Linked DNA regions of Ovis aries: region 1 is linked to region 2. The links are chromatin contacts, called in public Hi-C maps. All regions are on one chromosome and are shown on one strand. The core of a region is the stretch at or near the end of the contact, and the rest is flanking DNA. Distances in the headings are between cores, read along the strand shown.

What was found. A called contact is a pair of places that touch in the nucleus more often than the background predicts.
Region 1: a Hi-C map of muscle shows a contact between it and region 2, with 7 times the contacts expected there. The contact joins the promoter of PTPRG here to the enhancer-like site in region 2. A contact is called at or near these places in 4 of 16 Hi-C or Micro-C datasets (hypothalamus, muscle, omental adipose tissue and 1 more).

Annotation. Positions count from the first base shown.
Region 1 is chr19:39,926,616-39,932,990 of ARS-UI_Ramb_v3.0, forward strand. It overlaps PTPRG (protein tyrosine phosphatase receptor type G), which reads right to left and starts at 3,922. Exons shown (of 29, transcript XM_060402273.1): 1 at 3,124-3,922. The coding sequence starts at 3,208.
Region 2 is chr19:39,626,516-39,632,952 of ARS-UI_Ramb_v3.0, forward strand. All of the region lies in intron 2 of PTPRG (protein tyrosine phosphatase receptor type G), which reads right to left. Among named protein-coding and RNA genes, the nearest start is that of TRNAE-UUC, 12 kb to the left of the region's middle. Within about 2 kb of position 2,721, at least 6 of the 54 cell types and tissues checked have an H3K27ac peak or open chromatin away from gene starts, as enhancers often do.

The DNA.
Region 1 (6,375 bases), core at 2,672-5,171, 300 kb after region 2:
AGCTTAAGAATATAAAATACACAAAATGTTAACCCTTCCAAGTAACAATGTATATGCTGTAAGATGAACTTAAATTCCCAATGATTAGACATATATACCAAATGCCTATATGAACTATGGATAAGATTTGAAATAATGGGGTTTTGGGGAGGTGGGTAATGGAAGAGCAAAAATTGAGTTGTAATTGTTACAGCTGGACAGAGGATTCTCAGGGGCCCCTTAAGTTTCTCCATTTTCATAAAATTTTCCATATCAGTATTTTTTTTAAGATGTCAGAAAACAAGATACTATGCACTACATCATGTAAATAACCCTTATGCTCCGCAAAGTGGAAAACATCACTTGAAACACTAAGGGTGATGCGGATCCCACAGCTCCCACACCGTTGTTTCCCCTCTTCTGGAGAAACACTCACGCCAGAACGATGTTTCCAAAACCTTTTCAAATCACAGCTACCCTGTATCCTGAACAGGAGCTGAGAACAAAACGTTATCAGAAAAGTTGGCGCGATTCTGAGAGGGAACACAAAATAACAAGGGATTTTGGTTAACATGTCACAAGGAGGACCCTAACTCAAACCAGAAGCATCTTTATCCCTGGTACCAACCAGACAAACGCTTTCCAGGTTTGAGGGGGGCGTCCCAAAGCGAACTCAGGTCCCCACCGCTCCTAGGCGGTTTAGAGCCACCCAGGAGCAGCAGGGCGGAGCTGAGACCGCGTCTCCGCTCCCAGGCGCGTCTGCAGCTGCCAGCCGAGCGCCCCAGCCCCATTCCCACCGCGGCCCCAACCGCACCGAGGCGGCCGAGTCCGACGGGCGGAGGTGGCGGGAGCCTGACAAGCGGCTCGGGGGCGCCCCCTGAGGTCCAGCGGCGTCGCGGCACTTTCGGAAACCCCAAAGCCGACGTCTCCGGCTCTGACATTTTAACTTTGGTTGCAAAGCCTGCCGCTGCACCCTCTCCGGCGGCACTCTTCCAAACCACAACCCTCCTTCCCCGGGCACCGCTGCCCTTTCCCTTTTAGACACCCTTTGACTCCCGGACTACGGAATGGGCTCTTTGTTTACCTCGCAGCGAGGGCAGGCATAGGAAATGTGGAAGACGAAAACTGTCCCAGCTCGAAACAGGCGGCATCACTGGCGGTCCAATTTTGGATTTTAGGCTTCCTCAGACATCAGGAAAAAGAAAAATCCCGCCTGGCCCACTGATTGTACACCCGAGTGTAAAGTAAACGCCAGAAGTGGAATCAGAAATTCCTTGTATTTCGCAAGGCTGCTAGGCTGCTCTCCGGCTGCTTCCCACTGCCCCCCTTTAAGCGTGACCCTTACAAAGCTAAGCCCCAGTGTGTGTGCGCCTGAGTCCACTCTGCCGGCAAGTCCAAGGCAAAGAAGAATCTAGAAGGGGCAAACAGTTAACACAAATGCTGAGGAGTGGTGGAGAGAATGTTTAGGAGTAAATGTCAAAACCGCCTCCAGCCCCCGGTGGAGGCAGGAGCCTGGTGGACAAACCCAGGCCTCGGGTCGAGTGTGGACACACGTCCTGGCTCCGCATCCGAGCTGGGATTCAGGACTGTTGCAGGAGTTCTGTGCGGTTCCAGGGACAGGAGGATGCGCAAAGGGAAAAGCGGGGTGCCGAAACAAGACCATGCTTTGCCTCTCTACCCCTCGAGGCACCCACTTGCCTGCAAAGGGGACCCTCGCTGCCAATCCCCGAGAGCAAGCAAGAGCGCCCGCACCCTGCTCCAGGGCGCACGACGCAGCTGGGGGACCCGCTGCACCAAAATCTGCGCTCGGGCCACCAGGGGACAGGCGGCTGTGACCAGCGGGAGCATAAACATGGGAGGGCACGTTCCTTTTTCCTGGATAACCCCCACCTCTGAATATCCAGGAGCTGGTGGATGAAAAGACAGAAAAACGGGGGCTTCCTTGTCCTTAGGAGAGCAAAGAATTAAAAATGAATGGTCCCCTTCTTCCCACCCTCTCCCCGACTAGGAGAGGGGACGTAGCCTCCACCAGGGAGAGGGGGGTCGGACAGATTCAAGGGAGCTCGAGGCTGCAGCCTGGTGTAAAGGGGGCTGCAAGAGGGAAGAGGGAGGCAGCTGGCCTCTGCCCTCCCCTAGCAGAAAGAAGGCGGCGGGTCGGCCGATGGAGGGCTGGAAGCGGAGGATCGCTGAGCCGCACACCCTGCGTGTGGTGATTTATTATCTTCATCAGTGGTCAACAGTGTTCCTATCTTAACCCGACCAGAAAGGTGAGGGTGTGGGTCCGCCAGCTGCTAACAGCCTGCAAAAAGGCAAAGATGCAGGTAGGCAGGGCGCGAGACAGAAAAAAAATCCGCCCGGGAGCGAACAGCAACCCAGCCGCCGACCCGCGCCCGCCCCCCACCCGAGCAGCCCAGCCAAGCAAAGGGGGCCGCGGGCCCGGGATGGGGGAGTCACGGATCTCCTTAAACCTCCTGCTCCCTGCTCTCCCACCGCGCCCAGGTCCCCGAGCCAGGAAGGTTCCCTCGCGCCGGCACCGAAGCGCAGCCCGCGCCCCAGCCCCGAGCTGAGGTCGTCCCTGACCCCCGAGACCCGAACGCAGGCTGCTCCAGACATCCCCAATCCTCCACGGCCAACCTCGAGCTTCCACTCCACGAACATCAGCCCCTCCAAAGAGTCGCGGAGCAACAAATCCAATCCCCCCTTCTGAGCTCCTTCAATCCTCGCCTGAGCGGGGAACGCACCCAGGGCCCCCACAAACCCACAGAGGCATCCTCCCCATAGCCCCACTGTCCCCAACAGCCTCAGAGCTCTAGCTCTCCTGCACAGCGGCGGAGCAGCGGAACGAGTCTTCTCCCGACTCCGGATCCCCCAGGCCCCCAAAGCCGAGCGAGAAATAGACCCCTGCGGCTCCCGTTCCTCTCCCCGGCCAGCTCTTTGCTTCCACCCTCCCCAACCACAAGCCTCCCTAAATTACGCCGCCAGAGTCAGCGGAGCGGATCCCTCTCTCCTCCCCGGGTGCTCGACCCCCACTTAACCCTCTCCGGGGTCCCTGGGACGGGCGCCTGAGCTCCATGCCCCGGCGGCAACTCCGCTTCCCCCTCGCGCGCTGGCCAGGGCCGCGTCCCCTCGGCGGTCAGCACTCACCGGGGAAGCACACGACATAATGGAGCACGGAACTGGTGATTTTCAGGAACAAAATCCACCAACACGGTTCCAGTAACCTCCGCATGTCCGAAAACGCACATCGAAAAGAGGAAGGCAGGGGGGGGTAAACTTGTTGAATAAGTTCTTGCCTCGGTGTGAGCCTCCGCTAAGCCCCGGCTCTTCGCCTGCTCGCCTGCTTTACGGGGCCCCCGCGCTCGGCCGCCCGAGTCCCCCTCTGGAATCTGGGAAGCCGCCGAGCGCCCCCCAGAAAATCTCAAAAAGTGGCCGAGAACGCGGAGCCACGCTGGGGACGATCCTCGGCGGAGAAGAGCTGCTTTATGTTCAAAAAGGAGCGAGTCGAGCGGGCAGGGCGAGGAGTCGGCGGGCGGCGGCGATGCCCGGAGCCCCGGGCAGGCAGAGACCGCCGGCGGCGGCGGCGAGTAGCCGAAGATCCCCAACTTGAGTCGGCAGCGGAGCCCGAGAGCCGGCGGGCGGCGGCGGGGCTGAGCGCGGCGCGGCGTCTCCGGGCTTCAGGCAGGCAGCTCCTTCCAGGGCCCAGGGAAGGAAGGAGGCATGTTTGCAAGCGGGGAAGGGGAGGGTAGAGGCGGGGGGAGAGCGAAGAGCCCCCAAAATAGAACAGCCGGAGGAAACCGAGGAAAACACAAAGGCTCTCAGAGGGGCGCAAGGGCGAGGGCGCCTTCAGTCCATGCTCCTGAAAGTTGTGGCTCTGGCGCGAGCTGGGGAGGATCGGGGAGCGCGGGGCTGGAAACTAGCCATGCCTCCATACAGGAAGTAACATGTGAGCATGGATCCTGGCAGAGACTTTAAAGCCGGCGAGCGAGCGAGCCGGGGACGCGCGGCGGCGGCGGTGGCGCGCGAGCAGTGGGCGCGCGGCGACCGCGGGGACGCGCAGCCGGGCTGCCGGTCGCGGGCGCGCGCGCCGCGAGCTCTTAAAGCTGCAGCGCGGGGCTCCCGCCTCGGGCGTCCCACAGCTAGGTTCTCCCCGCGCGCTGCTGAGCCGGCCGGGGCAGTTTCGGGACTGGGGACCCGCTCTGGTCGGGTCTCGGAGAGAGGGAGGAGGGCGACTGCTTTCGCGGGCTGGCGAGTCTTTGCCTGTTTCCCGTCTTTCGAGCTCTTAAAGACGCCACTGTTTGAGCGGGCTTGGCTCGGTCTCCCCCCGCCCCCGTCTGCGTTGCTCGCGGATGGCGAGAGTCGGGGGGACCCCGGCTCGGGTCTGAGGAGAGGAAGGGGCGGCCGGCTGCGTTTATAAGGCTGCAAGGTTTCATGCTGGGTTTCTTCGCACTGGCAGCGCCACGGCGGGGCGCGCCCTGCTCGTCCCCTGCTCGAGCCCCCAGCCCGATGAATTCCCCGCCAGGAAACAAAGCCGAGCGGCCTTTGCACTCCGGCTCCGCTTTGCGATTTAATTTTTTTCCCCCCTTTTCGGGCTTCCATTGGCCTTGTTCCCGGCTGGGGAGGGGTGGGGGAGGGGAGGAATACCGATCCTAGGCTTGCAAGATCCAGCCCTTTCGAGTCCCACGCCCCCTTTCCCCACGGCACGGCTGATCAGTGGCCGAGATTTCCCAACTCGCCGCTCCACGGGAGGAGGGAAGGTTCCCGCACTCCAGCCTGGTGGCGGGGAGGCCGCAGGAAGTGCGCCTCTTACCCCTCGCTGGGTGAAAGCTGCGCCCCGGGGCTGGACCGATTTCCTGGCAGCTACGCGGGGAGCGGCAACCTCTTTAGCAATCGTGGAGAGGCGTCCGAGGGAAATGGGAGAACAGGGCTTATCTGTAATGAGTTTTGTCCTTTAGTTCGTGGAGAGAAAGATCTTTATCGCTTAGACTTCTAAGCGCCCTATTTTCCCCTCTTAACGCCGGTGCTAAAGTGGGGGAGGCGGGCTTTTGATTAAACGTGTAACTGAGCCAAAGTAATTAGCCATTTGTAATTTTTGCCTAATTTTTTTGCCTCTGTTTAAACGCCATCTAGACTTGTTTTTAACTTGCCCCTGCTGCTTCAGCCCACCCCGCAGGGTCCCCCACCCAACCAAACAGCCCAGCCGGATGCTCGGTTTTCAAATGTACAGATGTTCCAGAGCCTCCCCCAAGATGTTATTAGGGAAGCACTTTCACACCCACACTTCCAGAAGAAAAACCTTTGAAAAGTTGCATTTGGGATTACGAACTAATAAAAACCAGGAAGTTCCCGGGGAGGGCCCGCGCTCTATCTTTAGCAAAACGGGGGTGAACACTCTCCCCCAGGGTGGAGAATCAGTCGTTTGTTTGCTTTGGCATTTGGTCCTTCCTGGTTTTGTTCGAATCCTACTCCCCCATAAATGCTCGGAGAGGGTCAGTTTTCTTGGGAGTGTATTTAAGGGATGTCCACTGGTTAGTAGGAGTTTTCAGAGAGGTGCATAGGACCCCTGGGTGTCTGACTAGCTCGTTAAAAACTGAGTGATAAAATGGGGAAATCTCTGGAATTTGAATCAGGACAGAACACCTGAATAGACATACCCAAGTGACTTTCCTCTGCAAAATAACAATAAAAACTGCCGGTTGTGGAATGCTTACTATCTACCAGCTACTGTGCGAAATTCTTTCTCTAAATTGTTCATTCTATAAATTCATTGAGCAATTATTGAGGAAGGGAAGGGGACACACCCATGAACAAAAAGAGGAGGTCCATGACCTGTGTGGACCTTCCAAAGTAAGGATTCACTCCCTCACAACCCTACAACAGTTCTTACAGCAGTTAGAATTATTCTCCCCACTGTAGACAAGGAACCATGCACAGGGGAGTAAAATAACAGATCCCCAGCTGCTGCTGCTGCTGCTGCTAAGTCGCTTCAGTCGTGTCTGACGCTGTGTGACCCCATAGATGGCAGCCCACCAGGCTCCCCTGTCCCTGGGGTTCTCCAGGCAAGAACACTGGAGTGGGTTGCCATTTCCTTCAGTGCATGAAAGTGAAAAGTGAAAGTGAAGTCACTCAGTCAAGTCTGACTCGTAGGGACCCCAGGGACTGCAGCCTAACAAACAGGCCCCTCAGTTCATAGGATTTTCCAGGCAAGAGTACTGGAGTGGGTCACCATTGCCTTCTCAGCTAGGGAGAAGCAAAGCTAAGATATTCAGGTCTGTCTGCCTCCATAGGTGTGAAAAGGCAAAGAAATGATGGTTTGAGAAGACACTGAAATGTGGGATGAGGAGGAATGACTCTGGAGTAGGGAAAACTTCCCATGGGTTTGGAGAGTGAATTACCACT
Region 2 (6,437 bases), core at 1,471-3,970:
CCAATTTAAAATTATTATTTCTTAACCATACTTTCTAATATTTTTACTTTCAAAATTATGCCATCAAAGGACAAAAGAAAAGAATAAATTGAGCATGCTAGCTCTACCAGAATCCCAATCAGAACATTTGTTTTCTATCATTTTAAATAAAGAATCACAGATCCATCAAAAAGAGCCTAATAATTCCAAACCACTTAACGCCAGTTCTCAGTCATTTAAAAACTCAAATGTGTTACATGCACTTCATCTTAGTCTAATTCTTTGAAAGTGTTTATTTCAAACAAGCAGTTCCCCAGCTATGCAAGTAAACAAGTATTATATGTGAAAACTGAATTTTGATAACATAAGCTATAAAATATATTTGTCAAGGTATTCAATGGCAGCAGATAGTATGTTTTCTGGACACCGAGCATCTGTCTTCTCTGCCTTTTGCTCAAAGTAGATGGATTTCCTTCTGCTTTAACTTTTTTTCCCCCAGCTAGGTCTTCTCTTGATGGACCATGCAAGCAGGATATACACCTCCTACACTAGGCCCATCATGTAACCAATGTCTTTTAGACACAGACATTGCGAGTAAGTCTAGAGCAGATTCATCCCCCCAAATAATTACTTTTTGAGGGACTTTTTCACCTTGCCAGAATTTTCACCAGGTCCCCTACCTTTCTGCAATAAAGCCCATCTTTAAGTTTAGCCAGAGTAGACTTCTGTTGCTTGCAATACTGACCGATGCAGCCCAAGTTAATTTTCTGTTATCTGTGGACACAGTGGCGGCAGCATGGAGCAGATGGGCAGCAGCCAGGGCACTGCACTCACTGAGCAGCAGAAAGAGCGAGAGGAACCGTCTGCGCTGTGAAAAGCCCACCTAACATGGACCTGAGCTCACAGATGCTGTCCACTCTTAAGAAACCTAGCGGCAGTCACCCATGGGCGCTTCCATTATCAGGCATCTTACAGGGAAGCAAAACCGAGATCCACTTTTAAATGCATCCTATTTCACACAAAGGCACATTTCACTTTGCAAACAGTCCCCCCAAATTGCTGAAAGGTGGTGGTCTCGTTTTTGCAGTGTTTACTTAAATTTTAAATGTGCCTCCCCCCAAAAATAGCACATGTGTATAAGGGGGAAGGGTAGACAGATGTTCAGTCAATTTTCTTTCTTAATGTCAATAAAATAGAAACAATGTAAACATCAAGCAATGGATAAGCAAATAAACCACGAGGAAACAGCCACAGTAAGGAAATACCTATGGAGCAGTATAAAACATGAAGCAAACAAATATGAACCAATGTGGACAAAAATGAAAGGCACAAACAGGGGGGAAAGATTTTAAAAGCGTAATATTTACACAACCATACACAGAATCATACAGATTACACCTGCCACAGCTAAAAGAAAAAAAGATATTAAATATTTCCCAAAGAGATATGAAGACATTCAAATAACACATTAAAAGCAAAACAGCAGTATTTACAAAACTGATAGCTTTTCAGAGGAAGGACAAAAAGGGAGGCCTGGAATTAGGGAAAGAATCAAGCAATGAAGTATGTGCAAATCATTTCCATTCTTGTCAGTAGTATATAACCATGTGTTGCTTACAACAATTAAAAATAATCAGAAAAGTATAGTAATCTGAAAAAGCTCAATTCAGCTATCAGAACTTTGCAGAAACAGACTCAAAATGTAAAAGGAGTTTCAACCACTATGGAAAGATAACTCTAGGCATGAAGACTTGGGGTTAGATAGTTAAGTAACCCCAATACTTCTGGAGTTGTCACGGGTATACCTTGCTGTTGCTGTTGAGCTGCTAAGGTGTGTCTGACTCTGTGATCCCCGTGGACTATAAGCCACCAGGCTCCTCTGTCCATAGGATTTCCTAGGCAAGAATACTGGAGCGGATTGTCATGTCCTCCTTCAGGGGATCTTCCCAAACCAGGGATCGAACCATGTCACCTGCATTGTAGGTGTATTCTTTACTGCTGAGCCACCAGGGAAGCCTGAGTATACCAACCATATGTTTCATGCAGAGTTTTGGCCACTGTATCTTCGTTAAAAAAAAAAAAATTCAGTGTCTAAACACAGTCGTTTTTTTCTTTGCTTAATGTGTAAATGTCCCTCACACATCATGGCCTCCTATTGCATCGAGTTCATTCATTCTTTTCAATAACAATAAGCAGCTTCTGGGCATTAGGAAAGTCACAGCAAATTGTGTTCTCATCAGTTATGCTACAGCGTCCTGTTCTATTTCAAATCCATTTTCCAGGGAAAGCTTTCAAATAGTTTAAATCATACCACACTCCTTTCCCTCAACTACCCCTATCTTTTTGCTGCATTTCCAGTTAATAAAATAAGGCTCTGGAAAAATATTCATGGATTTCTCATGCAGCAGGTTCCAATACTTTATTCAGGTAAGAAATGTATAAACTGAACCGTCCACCATTATGCTGATTTGAAAGCACTAATTGTGGCAGTGGTTTTCTAAAGAATGTTATCTATTTCCATCCTGTACAAATTTAGGAGAAACTGTGGTTTCCTGTTCCAGGGTGTTGTCCAAAAACCACTCTACAGAAGTCTGCAAAAATAATCCTTGGCGTTTTTTGTTTCAAGAGGAATACTTGGAGTGTTTCCCACTGAGAAAGGAAATGGGCTTGTCCCGACTGCAAAAGGTCCCCATGTACTCCAAAGACTCCAAGAACAAACATAATTTTTAATTGAACAATACTTAATGGAGTTGCTTGTTCACAAGCTCTCTGGTGGGGGGTGGGTGGCGGTGGTGCTGTGCTGTGATGTCAGATAAGCTTTCTGCTGATCGCCAGCGGGTGGATCTGTTATGTGTATACGCGTGCTCACTTGCTTCACTCATGTCCAACTCTTTGCAACCCTATGAACTGTAGCTCGCCAGGTTCCTCTGTCCATGTGTTCTCCAGGCAAGAATACTGGAGTGGGCTACCATGCCCTCCTCCAGGGGAATCTTTCAGATCCAGGGATCGAACCCACATCTCCTGTATTGCAGGAGGGTTCTTTACCACTGAGCCACTGGGGAAGCCCTATTATCTGTTATGAGACTTCCCTAAATGTCAGTTTCCTCATCTTGGTTTTAAGATAATTATTACAGCTGCCTCTTTAGAAGATTTATTGCTAAAGGTTAAAATGAATGCCTTGAGCTGAGCAGAATGCCTGGCACACACTATGGCATGATGATGGTTTTATAACACACACACACACACTTTTTTTCCCATAAATAGAATATTAGATTGAGTATAAAACAACCCAAGAAAGAGAATACTGAGCTATTTAGGGAAGGGTGTTACTTTGCATTCCATATTCATTATAGCAATGACTTCAACTTAACAAAACTTATGAGAAAAGTGGTCTGAAATAACAAATCGAATATGAAAAGACAAAATAATTTTTCAAGACATTAGTTGTTATAAAAGGGATATTAAAAATACACTGAAGTATCACCTCACTTTCAAAAGACCTTCCTTAACTTGAAAAGGTAAAAAATTGCAAACATTTCTCAGCCTCTTCCTCACTTGACTCACTGAAGGCCAAGTTTCCCAAAGGAGGCATTTCAGGGTCGAAAGGAGCAGGTGGGAGATCAGGTACACAAACTGTTTTCCCTGGATCAAGGACCTTCAGCGCTCTCCCAGCATCCAAGGTATAACCTCCTGAAAAGAGGGCACGGACTGCAGAAAGGATGGTGACTCTGCCCCACCAGAGGTCACAACCACTGCCAGCCAATTCACATCCCCTCCAGGATGAAGGGCAGCACCCACAGGGAAGTTTTCACCTCTGCTCCAAGGAGGCTTTTCCCTGCCAGCCCCATCCCCAGACAGGTTCTCAGGCACTCACTCTACAGCCAAAGTAAAGGGGCTATGAGCATTTCACAGTATGTCCCAGCCATGGCTGGGAACTAGGAAGGACTCCGTGACCCTTCCACATGGTGAAGCACTTAGAAAACTGGAGCAGCAAACCCTCATCTGTCCTGTCTATTTACAGCTCATGGGAGGATTGGAGAGCGGGGAGGACAGGGAGACGGAAAGCCCTATTTACAGTTCACTGGTTGGGGGAACAGGGGACAGAGAGATGCAAAGCATCTTGCAAACACTTATATAGTTGCAGAAGAAAACAAGGGGGGAAAATAGAGCTGGATACAAAGGAAAGCTCTATATATAGAATGCAATTATGTAAGAGTTTAACCAGGGAAGCAGAATCAGAAATTCATCCTGCACAGAAGACAAGGCTGCCTTGGCCGGTTTCTCCATCTCCCCCAGAACAGGAAGTCCCCATGAATACTTGGCTGTCTGACCAGCACATATTTAAGAAGAATTTTTTTTTTTTACCTTTTACATCACTCACGTGCTTTGTCCTGAATTTTAGCACAAGGAACATACTTCATATAACTCATTCAACCTTTCATACTTTTTTTTTTTTGCTTAAAATATGAACAGCATGGAATCCCCTGAAGAGTATTATCCAAGAGTGCTTTCAATAAGGACAGCAATGCTCGGTGTCTCCACCATCCAATACAGTAGGCACATGTGCCTACTCAGTGCTTGGAAGTGGCAAGTGAGACAAGTGTAGCAAAGTATCACAAAGTAGGTGGTCTTACTGCACATTAAGCATATATACAGACTCTAGAAAAATGATACAGATGAATCTGTTTGCAGAGCTGGAACAGAGATGCAGAGGTAGAAAGAAAGCCGTGGACATGTGAACACAGAGGGAGAAGTGGGGCATGGGAAAAATGGAAAAGTAGCAGTGACATATATCCACTACCACCTGTGAACAGATGCCGAGCGGGAGGCGGCCATACAGCACAGGCAGCTCACCTCCACCTCCGCGATGACTTGAACGGGTTGGGAGAGGAGGCATGTATGCAGACCTACAGCTGATTCACTGTGTTGTACAGCAGAAACAAAGGGCAACACTGTAAAGCAATCATGATCCAACAACAACAACAAAAAGTAGTTGGCTTAAAAAACTAAAATTCACTGCCTCAGGATTCTGGAAGCTAGAAGTCTGAAATCAAGGAGCAAACAGGGTGGATTCCTCATGAGGTCTGTGAGGAGAAGCTCTCCCAGGCACCTCTCCTAGCTCCCAGTGGTGTGTAGGCCATCTTCAGTGTTGCTTGCCTTGTAGAAGCAGCAGCCTAATTTCTGCCTTCAAGTTCACGTGCATTCTCGCTATGTATCCATTTGTGTCCAAACCCCTCTTTTTTATAAGGAAGCTAGTCACACTGTACTAAGGGCTATCCTGTTCTATTATAATCTCATTTTAACTAATTACACCTGCAATGACTATTGCAAATAAGTACATTCGAGGTGTTAAGTAGGACCCCAACACATAAATCTGGAGAGAATGCAATCCAAACCAAAAGTCTGAGGATCTTTTTTTATTTTTTAAGTTTTGTTGGAGGATAGTTGATTTACAATGTTGTTACAAAGTTAGTTTCTCCTGGACAGCAAAGTGAATCACACATACATACACACACTCGGTTTTTTATTCTTTTGCCATATAGGTCATTTCAGAGTACTGAGTACAGTTTCCTGCGCTATACAGTGGGCTCTTACTATCAATAATAGCTACCTATTTTATATATAGTCATGCGTAATATGTCAGTGCCAATCTCCCAATTTATCCCTCCCCCTTGCTTACCTCCTGGTAACCGTAAGTTTGCTTTCCACATCTGTAACTCTATTTCTGTTTTGTAAATTTGTACTCTTTGTGTTAGATTCCACATATAAGGGATAGCATATGATATTTGTCTTTCCCTGTCTGATTTACTTCACTCAGTATGATCATCTCTAGGTCCATCCATGTTGCTACAACTGGCGCTATCTTCTTTTTTTTACAGCTGAGTAATATTTCATTGTATATAGGTACAACATCTTCTTTATCCATTCCTCTGCTGATAGACATTTAGGTTGCTTCCATGTACTGGCTATTGTAAATAGTGCTGCAATAAACACTGGGATATATGTGTCTTTTCAAATTATGGTTTTCTGAAGATCTTACTTTTATTTCATTCTAATTCGTGTCACTTGTGACTAGGTCTACTGTATTGGACAGGATAGGCCCAGAATATTTCCTCTCTTTCACTGTACTCACCTCATGCATGGCTTACTGTATTCCAGGCACTGTGTGAAGCTCAGTGCATAGGAGGTACCGTCACCACCAGTTACCCAAGCCTAACTTTAGAGTCGGGCTTCCCTTGTGGTTCAGCTGGGCAAGAATCTACCTGCAATGCAGGAGACCTGGATTCGATCCCTGGGTTCGAAAGATCCCCTGGAGAAGGGAAAGGCTACCCACTCCAGTATTCTGGCCTGGAGAATTCCATGGACTGTCCAGTCCATGGGGTTGCAAAGAGTCAGACCCAACTAAGCGACTTTCACTTTCAACTTTACAGAGGGTAAATACGTGCACTTTGTCCAAA